Linked DNA regions of Zea mays: region 1 is linked to region 2. Evidence: chromatin contacts called from public Hi-C data. All regions are on one chromosome and are shown on one strand. The core of a region is the stretch at or near the end of the contact, and the rest is flanking DNA. Distances in the headings are between cores, read along the strand shown.

Region 1 (4,879 bases), core at 245-2,744, 550 kb after region 2:
TCGCCAAACTGAATGGTCTCGTAGACGCTGGTGTCGGGCTCGAAGGAGTCCATGCACTCCCCCCATCATGTGGGTTGTCGTGCCGTTGTTGAGTATCCAATGTTGCAATGCATGCTCCCTCCACCGTCCTTCTCCCTGAGCTAGACGATCAATCGATTCTCTTTGAGGCGGATCTCTACTTTCTAACGTTGTAGCCTTCTACTCGTCAGCGTGCCTTGCCAGAGACGAAGAATATGATCTCTGGATCACTCAAACGCTCACAAAACTCAACAAGAATACTAGAAGGACACATTGAGTTCTTGGCGCTGCCAAACCACACCGCTGCTTAGGTGTATTCTATTGATCTTTTTATATACAAAATTACAAAGGCTCACAACCACAAATCATGGCACCAATCAGCTAAGGAAGGAAGCTATCCAGTCAACTATCAATTAGCTAAGAAAGGAAACTAACCAATCAACTAAAAAAACTCGGTCGGGTGAGGGAATGACCGCCCTTCTGGTATTATATTAAGAAGAGACCGAAACATTGGTCCCGGCCGAGAAAACCCCCGAACCCTGGCCCCCCATCACTTATGGGCCGGTGTCAACCGTCCACTCTGCAACGGTCCAACCGGAGAGTGGCACACAGGACATTGCACATCGTAACCCGAGAGCGGATGGGGCACAACGAGGGGATTTTTTTAACCAAGCCCGAAAATTCGTCCCCGAGGGAAATCGAACCCGGGATTTGAAGGTGCTACTCGGAAGCCTTAACCACTAGGCTAGAGGCCCTTCCACACTAACCAATCAACTAAGAATGAAACTAAAAACCGAGTATGCAAAATACTACATTTGTGTAGTTATTGAAGACATTTGCTGTTTGGTACTTTTGGTTTTGCTAGCTGTGTGATTGATTTTATATTTTTCTCTGTTAAATGCTGGCAAAAATTGTTGTTTGCTGCTTTAAAACACCAAAAATTGTCTTTTGGTTTTGTCAAATTTGGATACATCAGGTATACCTGAATTATTGGTAGTATTCCCTTGGGGCGAAACTCGGGTATCAGTTTCTGATATCCAACTTGAATATTTGGACATTTGGGTTACCTGAATGCAATATTGGGAAGTTTGGGTTACCCGAATGCATCAATTTGCCTTTTGTTTTTAGTTTGGGTGGATTGTGTAGGTTATCCATCCAGCATTTCTGGAAAATCTATTTTTGCCCTTCTCATCCTGGATTTGAGTTTGCTCATCCATTTGAATTTCTAAACATTAATAGTGATCATGCAGTTTTTTTAACATGTCGGCAATTTTGCTGCATCTCTGTTGGATATCTTGTGTGGGGGCGATGTGCCTACTTTTTTCTTCTTCTTTTGGCCTGTTTAGTAGCTTGTTTGAAATGAATGCTTCACCTACAGGCTTGGCTGAGGGAAACTTGTGCTCTGCGCATCTTGGACACTACTTCACCATTTACCAAGTCTTGAGTTATTGCTCCGGTGCCAGACAAAAAACCAAACTCTCTGGCCGAACACAGTGATGGCGCAAGCCTGTAAGAAGAGGAGAGGAGTTTATATAAGCAGTGAATCAGGAGACTCTGATACAGATTCTGATGTTGAGGGAAGCAAACACTCTCAAAAGTCTGGGGTGACATCAATTTCTACATGCGAGCACCAGTCATCTTATAACCTCAAGGCTGCAAGTATGAAAAGTAGCAGGATGATAAGGCTGTGTGGAAATATCGTAAGGAAGCTCATCGATCACAAATGTGGCTGGCTTTTCAAAGAACCTGTTGATCCAGATCTATATGGGATTCCAGACTACTTTGATGTTATCCGCAGTCCAATGGATTTGGGCACTATTAAGAATAAACTCACAAAAAAGAAATATGTAAGCATTGAGGAGTTTGCAGCAGATGTGAGGCTAACATTTTCAAATGCTATGAAGTATAATCCTCCAGGCAATGATGTGCATATTTTTGCTAAAGAATTGAATGAAATGTTTGATTCAGAATGGGAATCAGTAGAAAGGAAATTTAGAGGCCGAAACCTTGGTCAAGACCAGCAGACAATGAAGGCCATAAAAGTTCGAGCTATGATGGATTCAAAGTCTACAGTTGCTAGAGGGCCGGTTGCATGCTCAAACCCTAAAACTTTGGTTGCTAGAGGTCCAGTAGCTTGCTCAAATTCGATTGCAAAGAAGACACTGACAGATGCATTATCCTCCAAAGTGAGACCACATATGCTGTTATTCACTTGATTTGTTTTTGGTAGTAATGTGATTTTAAAAGTACTGCTATCTACTGTTTGTACAGGTAAAAATCAAATTTTCCGTGCGCAGCTCTGCGCATACCTCTTCCAAAGGTGTCAATGGCATAATTTCTTACTTCTTTGCATTACATGACAAACTTCTATTCTAAGGTCAATTAGAACCCATTCTTGTAATTATTAATGCTTTTCTTTTCATTCAGATATACTCGTTCAAGCAGCTGGTAGCAAAGAGGGGTCCTTAAATCACTCTGTCCCTACTGGCAACAAAGAGGCATCTTCAAATTGTACTATTCCTATCGCTAAGGTATTGGGTACGAGTTACCTTCTCATTCTTTGAATTATTTTCTGTTCACAGTATAAACAAATCTGCAACGGCCCATCTAAAAGCTATCTTCTACTTTCAGGAGGCTAAAATATCAAGGGCACGAGAAATTGAGCGCTGCTCTGGTTCAATTGGTATGTTGAGCATTTCTGCAAAATTTTATTTTAGGGTTTCTGTTTTGCTAATATACTTGAAATCATAGGAAAACAATCATGGTCTTGCAATGACACTTCTACTTCACCTCTCGCTTCCTCTGTGCAAGGTTATTTCATGTGTTCTCCCATACTTAATTCATCTGTTTTTTTAGTTCTTGTTACTGGAAAAAAATGAGAACTTAACATTTGGGAGCTTAGGGTACTTGATTTTGCCCATATAATTCTTGGCTAATGTACTGCATGCTCTCATGTGAATTTCAGGTGAGGAAAGTTACCTTCATGATGAACCTTTGTCACCAAGCAGGGCTCTTCGTGCAGCAATGCTCAGGAGTCGTTTTGCTGGGACTATAGTGAAGGCTCAACAGAAGGCACTTCTAGATCATGTAATATTCCAAAAATAAGTGCTGAACTTTGCGGTCTTCTATTTGGCAATGGGTTTGCAGAGGACAAGTTTATCTCTGCAGCGATGCAGCTCTTGCTGACATGCTGTTTTTATGCCCCAGGGGAAGAATATAGACCCTGTGAAATTGCAATTGGAAAAGGAGAGGCTGGAAAAGAGGCAGCAAGAAGGTAAGAGTCACATAATTGTGATCTGGATCTGTTTTCCGTACCTCTGAATCATTGTTGAGTAGAACAATTATCTGATATATGTGTACATCTGTCACTAAGACTGTTATGGTCGCTAGATCGGTGAGGGATTGGAGAGGGGTATCGATGGGTAGTAACGTCGGCCGGGGGGCCTCTGCCCACGGTCGAGCAAGAGGAGGGTTTCTCTCTTCTAATTTTTGCCTACTTTATTTCTCATCCATTGATTACATAAATAGGCCAGCTGGCTGCTCCTATCTAGCTAGAGATCATTATCTCCTTAAACCTCTCCTAAAACTCTCAACAACTACTAACTGGTAACCTTCCTAGATAATCTCAACTAATCTCCTAGATAATCTCAACTAATCTTCTAATCTTATCTCTAACTGTCCTTATCTAATCCCCTTGGAGGGCCCATGACTGCTGCTGCCGTAGCCCTCCGTAGGCCTCCTTAGGCCCTGACACCACCCTTCCTAGACAAGCAACTCGTCCTCGAGCTGCAGCATGACGGATGCTTAAAGACCGAGTCTACTTGACCCAAAACCAGACATCTAGAAGACAAGCCTTTTACATCTCGGCTTATCTTATTATTCCGAATCTGAATTTTTTTGACCCAATAAGATAAGGCGGACACCCTCCGCGCATTGGACTTGCACGTGTGCAGCCACCTGGATCCCATGGACGCCATCTGGACGAAAGGGGAGTACATGGACAGGCACCTGGAATAGGTCGCAACAATAACCAGTGGAGGCACCCTTGTGGCGGCCGGTAGCGGAATGTGGTGGCGCTAAATAGTGCGCCCTTGCCGATGACGAGGGGAGTGCCTTCTCTACCGCCGCTGCCGTAGAGTTGAAGTTCGTCGCCCGCGGGACACGTACCATGCTTGCACTTGGAGATAGCGGCCCGGTGCCGCTGCTGATGGCCGTCTGACAGGGCGAGGTCACGCACCCGTGTGTCGAGGTCAACCGTCACCAAGGCTGCCTCGAGCATCTGCCGACGCATCTCCCGCACTCTCCGTCGTGCAAGGAAGCCACGAGCAGCAGCTTGTGTGCCCACAGTCGCCGACGTCTGGAGTTGTGCGGACAACGCCAGCTGGTGCTGCTCATGTTGCACTGTTGCCTTGATTTGCAGCAGCCCTTGCTCAACCTTCTGGAGCGTGGCTTGCATCTTTGCGAGATCAGCCCTTATGTTGGTCCACAAGTCCCCCATCGATGGAGCTGGTGATAGCTGAGCCGTGGCTGTCCCTAGTGGCGTCGCCCATGGGGATGGAGACGCCGTCAACGAAGATGATGTGACGAAATTTGATGTTGTCCCTGGAGATGGGCACGCCGGCGTTCAGGATATGGTGACAAAATTGGCTGGCGATGCTGCCCATGGAGATGGGGACGCTGGTTGCCAGGATGGCGTGACGAAGGTGGCATGCGGCGCAACCCATGGAGATGGGGACGTCGGTTGCCAGGGCGGCGTGGCGAAGGTGACATGCGGCGTAGTCCATGGAGATGGGGACGCCGGTTGCCAGGACGGCGTGGCGAAGGTGACATGCGGCGTAGTCCATGGAGATGGGGACGCCGG
Region 2 (4,532 bases), core at 1,301-3,800:
GCAGCTGGAGATGGAAAAGAAGGCTTCCATTGGATGATGATGTACTTGTTTAGTAGATGCTTCAAATCTAAAATTTATTAATATAATATTCTCTTTGTCATTTAGATGCATTTAAACTCTAATTTGTTGTTGTTCTAGACATTGATATGGTTCGATTATGTAATATGGAGTTTTAGACCAATTTACTTGGCTGTTGGCTGCTTGGTCATATGGTTTAATCCTTCTTTACTTGGCGGCTTGGTCATACGGTTTAATTACCTGATTTTGCATCATTGCTTGGTTGCTGCGCTGCCACTTCTTACTCATTTAATCCTTGTTTCAGATACAAGAGCTGCAACTCAGCAAGATTGGAGTGGGACAGCCAAAATACAATGAAGCTGTCACTTCACATCTAACACACTATGTTCGTCTTCGCTGATGCATGCACTACAAGTTGTAAGTCAAGAACTTAGTATCTTCCATGCATATGGGTTATCGTTACTTTTGTCAGTATCTCAGACCGTGTCCAGCAGCTTTTTCATATGATTATCCAAAACACTGTTTTACATTGTTTTGCACTGTAGACTGCACTATTCGCTGAGTAGAGTTTGAATATGAAGATGAGGATGGATAAGCTGTTGGAGATAGTCTCAGCAAATTCTAACAGATCGCAGTGTACTGCATGTCGGCTTGTGTAACTCGTAGGACCACTACCATATCAAGAAATAAATATTTAATACTGGTAAGGTAACGGCAAGACAAATTTGCCAAGCTTATTAAGGGGGAAATTGACAAACACTTTTAGCACATGTTCGGCTGTGGTAAAAGGCAGCTGTTGCTGCTGCCGTGCTGCGGGCTCCAGCAGCTTCCCGCTCTCTCACAAAAGTACTGTTGCAGCAGCTGCGGCAACAGTTTTTTATCATACCCAAACAGCGTGTTAAATTAAACAGTAAAAATGAAAACATGCCTGCTGGCAGCGCCACCTTGACTTGGATCTTTGTCTTTATCTTTGTCTCTATTAACAAAATGCTGATATGAAACGGGCTTCTTTCCAGGATCTTGCAGCTGCTGCCTCAGTGACATTGAATAGACTGTAGAACAAATAAAAGAACTTATGCACGATTCTTTAACTAATATAAGCATAAAGCTTTCCTAATTATGAAGCATTTGACATACCATCTCCTGAGAACACCCCAACAAGCAGATCGTGCCCATCCTTGGCCTCTGGGTCAAATGCATGGCAAAGCGGGTTTGAGCTACTGAAGTGGATGGACTTTATTGGATCCTGATGCAATTAGCATGTGAACAGAGAACCACAGGATACCAAAGTTGCAAGCAACTTAACATGCATGCATGCAATAAGAGATAAGGAAATACTTTGTCATGTGAGTTGAGATCACTGATGAAGAGTGTATCTGCAGTATTAAATATGATGTACGCGCCCTTTCCATCATAGTTTGCCATGCCTTGCGATCCACTTGCACTAGTCGACACACCAATTCCTCCACCCATGCGGCTGCTTCCTGAGACAGCCCTGCTGGTACCATTGCTCCCGAAGCTAAGTGCCCGGCTCCCATTCCCAGTGCCGAGAAGTCTTGCAGCTGCAGACCGCATCCCACTACCAGCACTTGGTGTTGAAGGCGTGGAACCCTGGCCTGCTGGCTTCTCCTTCAAATATGCCACTGTCATCTGGCACCATCACAACAAACAATCGATAACTGCATAAAGGATTTGTAATCTACACAACGCAACAGAATCAGAAAGCACAAAGCCCTCAGAACAGTTAAGCAGATATTTGATCTATTCTATTAGAGTGTTAGAATTTGCGAACAGAAAAATGTGTGTCATTTGTATTTGTATTTTTTCCTAGAACGGTAACACGAAATATATGCAGGGACTATCCAAACATTAAACATTACACCAATCTATGCTGCGCCTGATCCAATCCATGAAGCGCCTAGAAACTTCCGAATATCTGCCGCATCGCATCTACGATGACTCATCCAGATACCACACCTGATCAAGCCAAGTCAACACACATCCCAACCCAATTCCCCATCCATCCAGCACAGACCGACCCATCAATAACCCCATAAAGCACATCAAACTGCCTCGCTACCCTAATCCGAACGACGGCGCCCTTGCTACCTGGGAGACGGTCTTGCCGCTGTGGCTGTAGTGCACGACGGCGGGGGAGTGCGTCTTCTCATACTGCAGCTTGTGCCGCCCCTCGGGGGTCTTGAAGTAGGTCTTCAGCCCGCCAGACCCCGCGCCGGCCCCGCCGGCCGACCCCGCCGCCGACGCCATGCTCCCCCACGGGCGATCGCGGACCGCCGCAATGCTCACTCGCCGACCCCGCGCGCGTGCGCAGACAGACGAGGCCGCGTGAGCAGTCACCGGCTCATGCCCCCGCCGGTGACGCGAGGGGTAGGGCCATGGAGGCGAGGGATGAGGTGGTCGGATTGGGGATGAGACGGGGTGGATGCGGGAGAGCCGGAGAGCAGAACGAAGCCTTGGACTCGGTCACTCGGAGGAGCGGAGAAAGAAAAAAAACGAGTTGATTATTTTTTGCGGACTCTTCGTGTGTCCATAGAAAAATTCTATATGAGTAATATGACATCGTGACTATATGAAACGGAAGAAGACCCTTTCGGTAATATGAAGAAACTCTTTCGGCTAGGTCGAGAGAAAATATAAAAAATGAAAAACAAGTAAAAAAATAATGCATGATGACTAATTTGGTGACCAGAGCAACTGAATTTTTTCTATATATCTTTTCAATTCATCGGTCACCAAATCAGTTCTAAAAGTTGATTTTTTTAGTATAAGTGGGTGTTTGGTTTATAGGGACTAAACATTAGTCCCTTCACTTTATTCCATTTTAGTTCATAAATTGTTAAATAGGGAAACTAAGGGCCCGTTTGGCACAGCTCCAGCTCCTGATTCTAAGCGAGGATCTAGAGGAGTCGTGCCAAACAGGTATTTTTTTTAACTGATTCTCGTGTGGAGCCGAAAGATCGGGAGTCGTTTTTGTGAAGAAAGGTGGGATCTAAAAAAACCTGCTCCACCCTCCCTTAAAATAGCTCCTCAACCAACCAAATATGGACCTCCCCTTAAATTTTGATCGAAATTACCCGTAATTGCCATTGGACAAAAACATAACGAGCCAATTTATGGATTAAACATTTGAGACCATTTTATGCACTACTATGATGAGAATATTTTATATGTTATTGTTTCATATTTTTTTTCCGTATATGCATCCTACTTATTGGTTTGTAACAAAGTTAAACTGCAAAGGATAAAACAGACAATCGCCACGGACCACCAACTTTCAGAAGACAAGAATCAGTTTACTTGCCAAACGGTTTTAAAAATGATTCTGATTCTCTAGGAGAAGCAGGAGGATCAACTCCTCACGAGGATCAGGATCTGGAGCTAAAGAAGCTGGAGCTGGAGCTTTGCCAAACGAGCCCTAAAATAGAGTTTTAGTTTCTATATTTAGTAAATTAGGGACTAAAATGGAATAAAATTGAGGGACTAAAAATTAGTCCATAGAAACCAAACACCCCCTAAATATAAAGTTGACTTTCGAAAGAACATGATAAAAGGCTCCGCAATTGATAAATATGTCATCAGCACTCTCAAGTTACTCGTACTAGTATAATGTTTGTACGGTCATATTTGATTGGTGACAATGACAAACCATAGTGAAAAGCCCTTTGTCATAATGTTGATCTCTAGACTAAAAGTTACAACACACCTATCCAAACACATTACAATCCAAAAAAATTGGAATTAGAATTCAAAATAGTCAGCATGTTCGCTTGGCTTTATTTCCTACTGGCTTCTACTGCTTCTATATTGTTTTTATCTATATAGATTGAAGCTGCAACAGTTTGAACAATTAGCTTTAATATGAAGCAAACAGCCTGAGTAAGGGTGTGTTTGGTTTGACTTTTGGCTTTGACTTTTGCCCCCCTAAAAGCCAAAAGCCAACCAAAGAGATGGATCCAGGAAGCAGTTTTTTCTAAAAGCCGACTTTCTCGTAGTGCAAATCTGAAAGCACCTCTGGACCTGCTTTTAGTGGCTTTTCGGATAAACTGTGAAAACATATATCGAAGAATTTTTTACGATTTTTAGTGGTTTCCACCAAACGATTTTTAGCTTTTTAACAGCTTACAACCTACAGCAGCTTTTTTCACAGCTCACCGTCCACAGCAACTTTTTTCACAGCCACAGCCCAACCAAATAGATCCTAAATCTTTGTTATGGCAAAGTTTAATGGGTCACCGCCCAGGCGCCCACCTGCATTCCTCTTTACAACTACAACTATGTCATGACTACACGAGCAAAACAAAGAATATTTTTTTGTCGAACGTTGAACGATATATCAAACATGCATGCCCACGTATGGGCAAGTTCGCGACGTCAATCATAGCTCATCTCGGGATGGCGATGGTGGCACGACATACAGGGTAGGCGGGCGTCCTAGTGAGCCACATGTCGACACAGGTGTTGGGGTCTCCTTCTCTGCCGAAGGTCCTCAGGAC

Evidence for each region. Hi-C and Micro-C count contacts between places; a contact is called where the count stands out from the background.
Region 1: a contact with region 2 is called in a Hi-C map of endosperm, with 2.5 times the contacts expected there. The contact joins the enhancer-like site here to the promoter of LOC100280640 in region 2. A contact is called at or near these places in 3 of 25 Hi-C or Micro-C datasets (ear, endosperm and tassel).

The regions. Positions count from the first base shown.
Region 1 is chr2:139,334,452-139,339,330 of Zm-B73-REFERENCE-NAM-5.0, forward strand. LOC103647016 (transcription factor GTE8) reads left to right here. Exons shown (of 10, transcript XM_008671591.3): 2 at 1,397-2,204; 3 at 2,290-2,338; 4 at 2,446-2,549; 5 at 2,650-2,701; 6 at 2,770-2,829; 7 at 2,984-3,105; 8 at 3,226-3,292. The coding sequence starts at 1,515. Among protein-coding and RNA genes, the nearest start is that of LOC103647016, 11 kb to the left of the region's middle. Within about 2 kb of position 1,495, at least 1 of the 20 cell types and tissues checked has an H3K27ac peak or open chromatin away from gene starts, as enhancers often do. A contact at or near this core is called in endosperm, where this site is marked.
Region 2 is chr2:138,781,544-138,786,075 of Zm-B73-REFERENCE-NAM-5.0, forward strand. It overlaps LOC100280640 (nucleotide binding protein), which reads right to left and starts at 2,551. Exons shown (of 11, transcript NM_001153558.1): 1 at 2,128-2,551; 2 at 1,357-1,668; 3 at 1,156-1,264; 4 at 947-1,070. The coding sequence starts at 2,286. LOC103647011 (a long non-coding RNA gene) reads left to right here. Exons shown (of 3, transcript XR_004856338.1): 2 at 323-435; 3 at 564-725.